Linked DNA regions of Canis lupus: region 2 is linked to region 1. A link is a contact called in public Hi-C data. All regions are on one chromosome and are shown on one strand. The core of a region is the stretch at or near the end of the contact, and the rest is flanking DNA. Distances in the headings are between cores, read along the strand shown.

What was found. A called contact is a pair of places that touch in the nucleus more often than the background predicts.
Region 2: a contact with region 1 is called in a Hi-C map of skin fibroblasts, with 3 times the contacts expected there. The contact joins two enhancer-like sites. A contact is called at or near these places in 2 of 9 Hi-C or Micro-C datasets (amygdala and skin fibroblasts).

Annotation. Positions count from the first base shown.
Region 1 is chr27:4,378,196-4,383,088 of UU_Cfam_GSD_1.0, reverse strand. All of the region lies in intron 1 of TSPAN9 (tetraspanin-9), which reads right to left. Among named protein-coding and RNA genes, the nearest start is that of TSPAN9, 64 kb to the right of the region's middle. Within about 2 kb of position 2,153, at least 2 of the 20 cell types and tissues checked have an H3K27ac peak or open chromatin away from gene starts, as enhancers often do.
Region 2 is chr27:4,502,270-4,507,162 of UU_Cfam_GSD_1.0, reverse strand. The region is part of intron 3 of TSPAN9 (tetraspanin-9); the gene reads right to left. Among named protein-coding and RNA genes, the nearest start is that of TSPAN11, 92 kb to the left of the region's middle. Within about 2 kb of position 1,887, at least 2 of the 20 cell types and tissues checked have an H3K27ac peak or open chromatin away from gene starts, as enhancers often do.

The DNA of each region.
Region 1 (4,893 bases), core at 904-3,403:
CCTGGCAGGATGCACAGGCAGCTGTCACACCACGCTTCATTTTTGGGATGCATGGGACGCCCGTCATTCTCTCCAGCCCCTGGCAGACTCCCTGGCCTTTCCTAGCTCATAAGCTATACCTCGTTTCAGAGTAGGGAAGTGGTGCCACCCTCCAGCCAGCCAGCTTCAGCTGGGGCTGGACCTACTGGAAGCCTTGGCAACTCCACATCCACCCCAGACTCAAAAATATCTGGCTGCTAGCTCAGACCGAGAAGAAGGAAGGTGAGAAAGCTAGTTTTCACCAAGCACCTCATATTCAAGGGACCCCATGAAGGTACTTTCATTTACAGTTTCCCATTTGATCTCCCCCAAAATGCTGCAAGCCAGGTATAGACGAGATAAGAATTGGAGAAGAAATGTGAACTGTGTGAGCTAGGAAGGGAGGGTCACAGTCTCAGTGCAAGCCCAGAAATGTCTGACTGCAGAGCTTACAATCTACGATCCCCTCTGTGGCTGTAGGGTCCACGGACAACCAATGAAGGGGGAGAAGCCACCCCCACTCTCCCTCCCAGGGAGTTCTCCATACTGTGAGCATGACTGTAAGGACCTTGGGCTTTCAGAGTTTCTGGCCTGAGTGAGCCCAGAATCTTGGGAAGATCTTGGCAGCGGTGAGGTGAAGAAAGGCAGTAGACAAAGCAGGTGAAGCAGGCTAAGGAAGGGGAGGTAGAAGGCAGTCGAGGGAACAGAAAAGTAAAATCATGGGAGGGGGCAGTGCACGTGGAGGCGTTTGAAAATATTCCAAGTGTCATTAGTACCTGTCTTCCTCAATTAGACGTCAGCCTCCACACAAGCAATGCCCTCGTCTGGCTCACCGCTGTGTCCCTAGCACTACCACAGCTCCTGGCACACAGCGGGTGCTCAATAAATGCCTGTTGGGAAGACAGAAGGGTGGATAGAACAACAGAATGCCAAGGGACAGGGGAGAAAGACAAAGCCTCTTCCTGCCCTTCCAGAGCCCACCACGTCCAGGAAGTTGTCCTGACCGCAGCACTAGCTGGGTTCCCAAGGGCTCTGAATGGTCTGCGGCAGCCACGCCCCCATCCCCACTCTCCTGGTGGCCAAAGGTCCTAAGTCTAGGCCACTGAGGGCTGAGAGACCGCATGCAAAGAAAGATCATGCGGTCCCATCATCTCATTGTCCAGATGAGGAGACTGAGACGAAAGAGGGGAATCCGCCTGCACAGCAGCACAACAGCAAAGTAGAGAAGTTTCTCATGACTATGCCAGCAGGAGCTAGATAACACAAGCCCGCTGCTGAGCCTTGATGCCCTATAGCTCACTTGCAGGGCCAGGCAGTGCCTGTAGCCCATCTGTCTCTCCAGCCTGCCAAAAGGCCTACCTTCCCCTGTGTCCATGTTGATGAAACCCACGGCGGGCGACTTCAGAACATTGCACCAGGGGGAGGTTTTGCTGGCCATGGCACCAGGCCTGTAATTTCCGATTTCCCAGCCTGATAACCCTAATCGTCCGAGCCCTCTCTGCTCCAAGCCCCATGTGGTCATACATCATCTTGGCTGATGCCAGCCATGCCTTCCCCCAGCCATCTGGACAGAAAAATGAGGAAAGAGGAGGACAGGATGATTTTGGCAAAGAAAACGGATGGAAAGCTAAGGACACCTGGTCCCTACCCTCCCTGACCTCACTGTGTATGTGCCGTTGGGATGCAGCATGACGGGCATGCATCTCTCTTCCTGGGATTCAGTTACCCTATAAGGAAGTGGGAATCTTCAGTGTCAAGCTCAGCAAGATGTGTTGAGATGGGGGTTCCTTTATATCTGCTGCCAGGTATAAACAAGACGATACATAGCTAGGCAACTTCTAGGCATGGTAGGGTCCCTGTCCTGGAAGAGCTCTCAATTAAGACAATGGGTCAAGATAGGTTCACATAAAGAGCTAATTTCCAAATGAGAGCACTGGCAAATGAAGGCCACAGGGCAGGGCAGTGTGGACCAGCAAAGTTTACGGAAGACACAACAGGAAAGAGAAAAAAGGTGAGTGCAATCCCAAGGTCAAGAGCTGAATGCCAGAGACTGTGGGCACTTAGCACAGGCAAGCATGGTCCCTGCTGGAGGATCTTGCTGCCCAAGCAGAAGGCAAACAGCCCCCCACCACGGATGCCAGGGCTGCTGGGTACAAGCCCCGCTAACCTGGGAGCGGTGAGAAGCATGGGAGACTGCAGCAAGAAGCAAGGCTCTTGAGGGAAGTGGCTGGTCCCAGGGCTGGAGCAGGAGGAACAGAGCGTGAGCCTGGAGTACCTCAGGGTGCCAGAATGTAAGGAAGTGTTCAAAAAAAAAGATGAGGGTGCATCAAAAGGGCACAGGAGCCAAGCTGAAAGAGCTTCCAACATCAGAGGTGGAGCAATCCGAACCACAAAACCACCACAGTACTGAATTCTAACTGTGGCCTGTAGAATAGAACATATATCCATGATTTTTATCACATAGTATGCATCCACACATTTGTTACATACTACATATTTTATAAAATAAATATAACAAATATTCATGTGCTCATAACGGTAAAAGAAATAACTCAATGGTTAAATAAATAAATGCGGGAGAAGGGCCAGCTCTTCCTACAGAAGAATTCCAAGTAATAAACATAGAGGAGGGGCACCTGGGTGGCTCAGTCAGTTGAGCATCTGACTCTTGGTTTGGACTCAGGTCTAAACCTAAGGGTCATGAGATTGAGGCTCACGTCAGGCTGGTGCTCAGTGGAGAATCGGTTTAGGATTATCTCCCTTTCTCTCTACCTCCCCTCCAACCACACGCATGCATGCTCACTTGATCTCTCTCTCTCTCTCAAATAAATTCATTAATTAAATCTTTAAAAATTGAAAATAAAATAAGTAAGCACAGAGGAAATGAGGAAAATAGAAAGTGCCATGAGGCAAACACCAACCACCATAATAACTACTGCAGGCAAGAACAATTGATGGGTACTAAAATTAGTGAGTCAAGTTTGAAGAAAGACTGGATATTTGTAGAATCTCAAAGTATCTTTGAGATACACAGCCATTTATGAATTACCAAAAGAAAAGCAGTAACTTCATAGAGGAGCAATCGGGCCAACACCTCCTTCTCCAAGTGACCAGCATGAACATCGTTAGTAATAAGGCACATTGACAACCAGCCCCCCCTTAGCATGATGCACCAAGAAGGACACAGCATCACATTGCAGTGCTCTTGCCAAAAATGCATAACCTCAATCTAACTATGAAAGAACACCTGACAAACCCAAAGTGAGGGCCATTCTACAAAGTAGAATGATTAGTTCGCTTCAAAAAAAGTCAAGGCCACAAGAGTCAAAGAAATGCTGAGGAATTATCACAGGTTGGAGGAGACCAAGCAAGCATGACAACTAAACGCAGCGTAGGATCCTGGAGACAGAAAAGGACATCAGTGGAAAACAAAATACTCTGTAGTTTAGTTAATACAATTACACCAGTATAAATTTCTTGATTGTGACAATTAGACTGCGGTTATGTAAGAGGTTAACAAGAAACCAAAAAAGCAAAATCCGAAGGGCGTGTGTGCCTATGTGCACCACATGCATCCATGCTACAGGGCAGGAGTATGTATGAGTGCAGGAATGCGGGAATGCCAGGAAGTGTGCAAGAGTCTGGGGAGTGGGGGGAGAATGGCCTTTTGCTGTTTCAGGCAGCATGCTGAGCCTAGGATCCGATTTTCACAAAAGGATTACTAGATTACATTCTTTACCGCAGGCAGCTGTCCCTGTCAAATAAATAATCACCGCCTTACATTTATATATCACCTTTCACCCTGCAGTCCTTCTCCTACCACCAAGACCCGCCTGGGAACAGTCGCAGCCCACACGGCAGAGATCAACCGGAACCCCATTTAGTTTCCAAGAAAGGGACCTGTAGTCAAAGAAGGGGAAACTCAGCTAGAGTGCAGGGGAGAGGGGTTCAGGTGGGTGGTGGGGGTGCCCCGGATTAAATAAAGCCCAACCCAAAAGAAAGAGCGTGAGGCAGCGGGCTCCCCTGAAAGGGTATCCTGGCCAAGCAGTGTCAACCCTGGAGCAGTGGAGCAGTGGAGCAGAGCGACTACCAGCTCTCAGCCTCTGAAGGTGTGTGTGATGTTGAGCAGGTTCCTCATCCCTGAGACAGACCTATCACACATGAGCATTGATCCATGTTAAGCACTCAGCATAATATCTGACACCAAGTCTTGCTAGTCACCTACTAGCCACACGGGAAAGGGCTGGAGCAAGGGCAGGTGGAGACTGTGGAAAATATAGGGACTTACTGGTGCCAAGGAAGGAAGCCAGGAGCTTCCCAAGAGGCTGACTGTCATGAGTCCAGTGCCGAGCAACATGTAGTGGGATCCTTATATCCAAGCCACAGGCCCACTCAGAAGAGGTGACTTATTCTGATGTGTGGCTGTCCCTGCAAGGGGGAAAGGCAAGCAGTGCCTTGTAAGGTCCACAGAGCAGGGCTGGCCAGACTGGGGAAGGGATCAGTGCTGAGGGTGAGCACTTTGACTCAAAGAAAAGCTTCTAGATAGTCCATCTGTGTCTCCCAAGCAACTAAGACACCATGCAAAGCCACCCAGACGCTGCTTTCAGGGTCTCTACAGTGTAGCTGGGGAGAAAAGCGCATACACAAGGGCCATCACCACCCATAATGCAAGCCAAGGGCAAGTGAGAGGACTGGAGAAAATGCAAGCCACCAGAAAAGGGAGAGGCCACTCCGGGTAATAGCGTCACGCAGGGCTTCCTCCAAGGAGCAGGGCCCTCCCTCGCTAGACCTTGAAGGACATGTGGGGCCTTGATGAGCAGAGACAGGGCCAAGAGGAAGGGGAAAGCTGGCACGGATGCCAGCCCCATCAGAGTA
Region 2 (4,893 bases), core at 638-3,137, 120 kb before region 1:
GATGGCAAGGAGTTAGAAAGTATTGGGATACAGAGTGGTCAGGGAAGGCCTCTCAGGAAGGCGGCATTTAAGTAAGGACCCAAATGAAGAGGGGATGCGATGGAAGAATGTTCTAGATGGAGGGAACAGCAAGTGCAAAAGCCCTGAGGCAGAAATGAGCCTGGCCCACCCCAGGAAGAGCAAACTGTCCACGTGGCTGCAACAGAGTGAAGGAGGTGACACGTGGCAGGGGACAGATGAGACAAGATCTTGCAGGCATCAGTATAGACGAGGTGGGTAGTATTCTTAGCATTCTGGGAAGCTCCTAAGGCTGGACAGTGACGTGATTTATGGTCCCGACAGACCACGCTGGCTGCTGTTCAGAGACGACCACCGAAGGGCACAGGGGAAAGCGGGGGAGGCACCAGGAGGCCACGGCAGGGATCAGGCACAAGCTCGTGGTGACCTGCGCCAGCCAGCTCCGGAGGAGTGGCAAGCAGCAGTACGATGAGACGGTACTGATAAGGCAGGCTTGACAGGACTTGCGGGCTTTAAAAGATGAGTAGGATTTTCATAAATGAGAAACCAGAAAGGTGACCCAGGCTGGGCATGACAAAAGAAGTGGGGGTATTCCCGTGCATTACTAAAGCAGAGACGGTTCAAGCAGCCGGGGAGGAAGGCGAGGACGTGGAGCGGCTTCATAGGTCGCCCACACTGTGGAGTGGTCCTGTGCCCCCTGTACCAGGGACAGTCCCAGTGGAACTTCGCCCAGGCTCCCCAGGGACGGGCACACTCCGCCCAGAGCGTCCACCCAATGGGCATCCACCAAGCTTTGCGGAGGGAATGGTGGCCTCCACGCCCAGAACCACTAGGTGGCGCTCCAGGCCGGGTCGGGAGCTCTGACACCCTCCCCCACCTTCTCACAGGGACTTCTCAATCTGGTCAGTTTCCACGCTGCCATCTAAATTTTTCTTCCATTAATCACACCATGGAAATTCATGATCTTCATGCTGAAGATTTATTGTTCCAAAAGCCAGATCCCAGAATGACTGAGAGGAAGCCCCATGGCCGCCAGGTCACTCCCTGCAGGTAGAGGAGCCTGCTAGAGAGACCTGGCTTTGGGACCCAGGGAGCTGCAGGATGCCTCTACCACCCTGCAGTGGGGACACTGGGGCCCTCCCTGGACCTGGAAAAGTTCTCACAGTACACCTTTCCCTGGAAGCCAGCTCCCACTGGGAGTGGGCAGGCAAGGCCCCCTGTGCACCTCCATTCTCCATCTGCCTCCTGAGGAGGACTGCCGTGAGGTCCAAGTGCCTCTATCTGGGAAAACCTCAACAGCCCAGAAACGCCCAGGACCCAGTCCTATCTCTCCCCAAATGGTTCTCAGACTTCATGCTCCACATTTTTTATTTGGTCTGCAAGCTTCCCCACAACCCACCCAGGAGCCTCCTTCCAGCACAGTAAGAGACGGGAACTATGGCTCTGTCCTCATACCTGCTTCCCTTCTCACTCCCTGAGGCCCCACCATGCCCCGGGCTGGATCCCAGGTGAGATCCACTGCCTACAGGTGGAGCAGGCCCCACACACTGCCTGTACTTAAGTGCCGGTGTGGAGGGGGCATGGGACACATCATCTGCTGAGTGCATGAGGACCCTGCAGTGCCACGAGGGGCTCCTGCACACCCCACTGCCACTCTCCCATACCGTCAGGGCTCTCCTGCCCAACGAAGCCTCTGCTCCTCTCTCAGACAGCAGCAGAGCCTCCAGGCAGGAAGCAAATACAAACAGGCCCTGAGTTCACAGATAAGGACGGCAAGAGGGGACAGGCAGCCGTCCCATTGCCAGGCAGGGCGCACACCTGGTTTCCTGGCCTTGGGTGCGGGGCCTCTTCCACACCCTCACCCCAGGAGACTGCTGCACGCACGCTGAGCCCGGGCTGGCAGGTGGGAGGCACTGCCCAGCACCTGCCTCGTGCCCAGGTCCCAGGCGCGCCCTTCCTGCCTCTGGCCTGTTTTCCAGCCCAGCCTGCACAGAGCTGCCCGGGTCTTTTTTTCTAAGATGCGGCTTTCATCATGCTGCTCCTCTGTGTGACCTTACAATTCTTTAGCTCTCTGAGGCCCAATTTCCTTTAAAATGTGGGCTCTGGACTAGAAAATTCCTCAGGTCTCTGCCAGCACAGGCTCTGCCCAGCCTGAGACACGGTGCTGCCATGTCCCTGCCCCGTGGTTCACAACCCAGGGTGATTTTGCTCCTCCGGGAACAACTCTCACGACTCAGGAGTAGGGGGCCCTTACTGATATCTGAGTGAGTGGAGGCCAGGGTTATTGCCAAACAGCCAACAGTGCACAGGACAGTCCCTCCCGCAAACAACTGTCCAGTCCCAAATGTGGACATAAGTCAAGAAAGCCTGCCCTGGCCCATCCCCATACCAGGCATCCACCCTCTGGCTATCAGTGCAAGAAGACAGCCATCACAGAAAGAACCTGGTGTGTTCCTCCAGGGCCGGAGCAGCGTCCTGGTTCTGAAAGGGACAGTAGAGCGTGAGAGGAGTAAACAGCTTGTGAGAACCTGGGCAGGCACAGCAAAGAGGCCAATGTCTGGTGCCTGGCCCCGAGCAGGACAGCAGAACAGGTTTGCTGGGCGGGGGGAGGCAAGAAGACAGGAAGCAGACCCTGAAGCCAGAGCAAGGGGCAGGGGAGGGTGCGGCAGGAATGGGGGAAGGGAAGAGGAGGGAGGAGGGCTGCCCCAGATGGAAGGTGCCCTGCACAGGAAGGAAGGAAGCAGAGCCTGCGGCAGCTCAGCCAAGGCCCCGTGCCAGAGAACTTACCTGGTGGCATTTGGGAAAATCCCCTTCCCAAACCAAGGGACTGTCTCAGCTGAGATGACCGAGCCACAGTCAAACCCAAGGCAGGGTGAGGCAGGGTGACTCAGAGAACCAGGCTCTAGCCAGGGTTAGCAGGGACGGACCCAAGGTCACGGCCAAGGTGTTATGGTCCAGGCCTGGCCAGCGCCGCTCCCCAGCAGAGCGGTGGCCCAGTGACCCTCCTGACAACAGAGCCTTCCTGCTCCTTGTCCCCTCCCCCAACCAAGAGCATCTCTAAACGTTTTTAATAAATGTGAGAAAACAAGTTCCTACCCTTGCATTCGCCCGGGGCCTTGATCTCTACGCAGGCAGGGACCTTGGTCTATTTTGTTCATTGCTAAATCCCCAGGGCCTAGAACAGTGCCTCACCCTTGGTGATGCCCTTGGGTGTCCCTCCTACAGGGCTCCCCTGTCCAGGCCCTTCGCCGAGTGGGGAAAGGAGAAGGTACAGGTCTTTCAGAGGGCCATCTTAGGACCTTCCTCATCACCCTTGGGCCCATCCACCAGGTGCACACCACGTAAACTGAGGCCCAGCCAGGCTACAGCCATGTAGTGAACAAGCACTCCAGACTCACCTCATTTATTAAACCTGTTATAATTAGCCAAATATCCCCTTGGCATCTCTCTTCATCTTTCATTTGAATCACATTGATTTGTAGCTTTAATATATGTTTCTGCCTTGTGTTCTTAAGTATTTTCATCCCATTTCTCTGTGGGTGAGTCCCATAGTTTCCTCTTCAATCCAACCTCCCTTCTGAGCTTCTAGCTCTGACTTAGCTCAGAGGACAACCACCCCCTGTACCCCTCATAGCTGCCAAAGGCCTCTCCCCCATGCAGGGGTGGCCTTCCCTGAGGGTGACCTCGGGCCCAGGGCAACACATCAGAGACCCGCCAAACCTTCTGTGTAGACTTGCCCCCCACCCCCACTAAGACACCAGCGCTTCCAGGGCCAGGTTCACACTCATCCATTCCTTCTCTGTGGCAGGGCCCAACATGCCTGGAATACTACATAAACATTTGCTCCACAGATGGATGGAAGGATGGATGGATGGATGGATGGATGGATGGATGGATGGATGGATAAAAGGGGATGGGAGGGTCCGAGCAGGCCACAGCCTGGGAGAAGGACCAGACCCAGACACACAAACCCACTTGAATAAGAAGCCCCCCATACACCCCCTAATCCCTATTCCTAGAACCCCCAGGTGCCCCCAAATTACTCCCACCTCACCCTCCTTAGCCCCTCGTTGGCCTGTATAAGCTATGGGCTCACCTGCCCCACTTCCCCTCAGAGCCCTCTGGTCGTTCTCATCCCTGCGGCCTCATGTGTCTCTACAGAGCCCCCCAACCCGCCCCCTGCCCCCCCCAGAGCTTCATCCCCTCTGCTTTGCAGGAGCTTTTCAAGCACTAGGTCCCAGCACTCCCCAGTGTTCTCTACACGCCAGAGCCAAGCACAGCATTTAATGGCATTTAATAAATTAGTGTATGTGGAAAATAAAAAGGAAAACCAAAATGACTTTAATTTCACAGCCCGACGTGCAACTATTCATGGTCCAGCCCGGCCCTGAGATTAGACAGCCTGCCAAGAACTTCATCGCAGGGAAAAGGGACAATACATCAGCACCAGGAGTGGGGCAGCTACTTTGTATTTCAGACACCCCTTGCTTCCAAGGGGCCCTGCAGCTCATTCAGTGCCATAAAGGAGGGGAAGGAGGGAGACAGACAATGTCTTTGCCAAAGTCACCCTGCAGTCAGGCAGGCAGATCAGAGGACAGAGGGGAAGCAGCCACTTGGTGAGAAGTCTCCTTGTGAGGCTCTCCCTGGCCCTGGGCTGACCAGCCCCGCTTGTGCACCCAGGGTCCCAGCACTCAGGGCTGTCCCACCTTTGCACAGTTCTGGTCCACCTAGAATTTTCTTATTAACTCAAGAACGAACGCACTTTCCTGTGGCTGACACGTGCCAGTCCCAGTTGTGTCCAAGCAGCCCACCAGAAACAAATATTTTGAAGGCTTGTAACTAATATTCTTTCCCAAGGCTTCTTCTGATCTATTC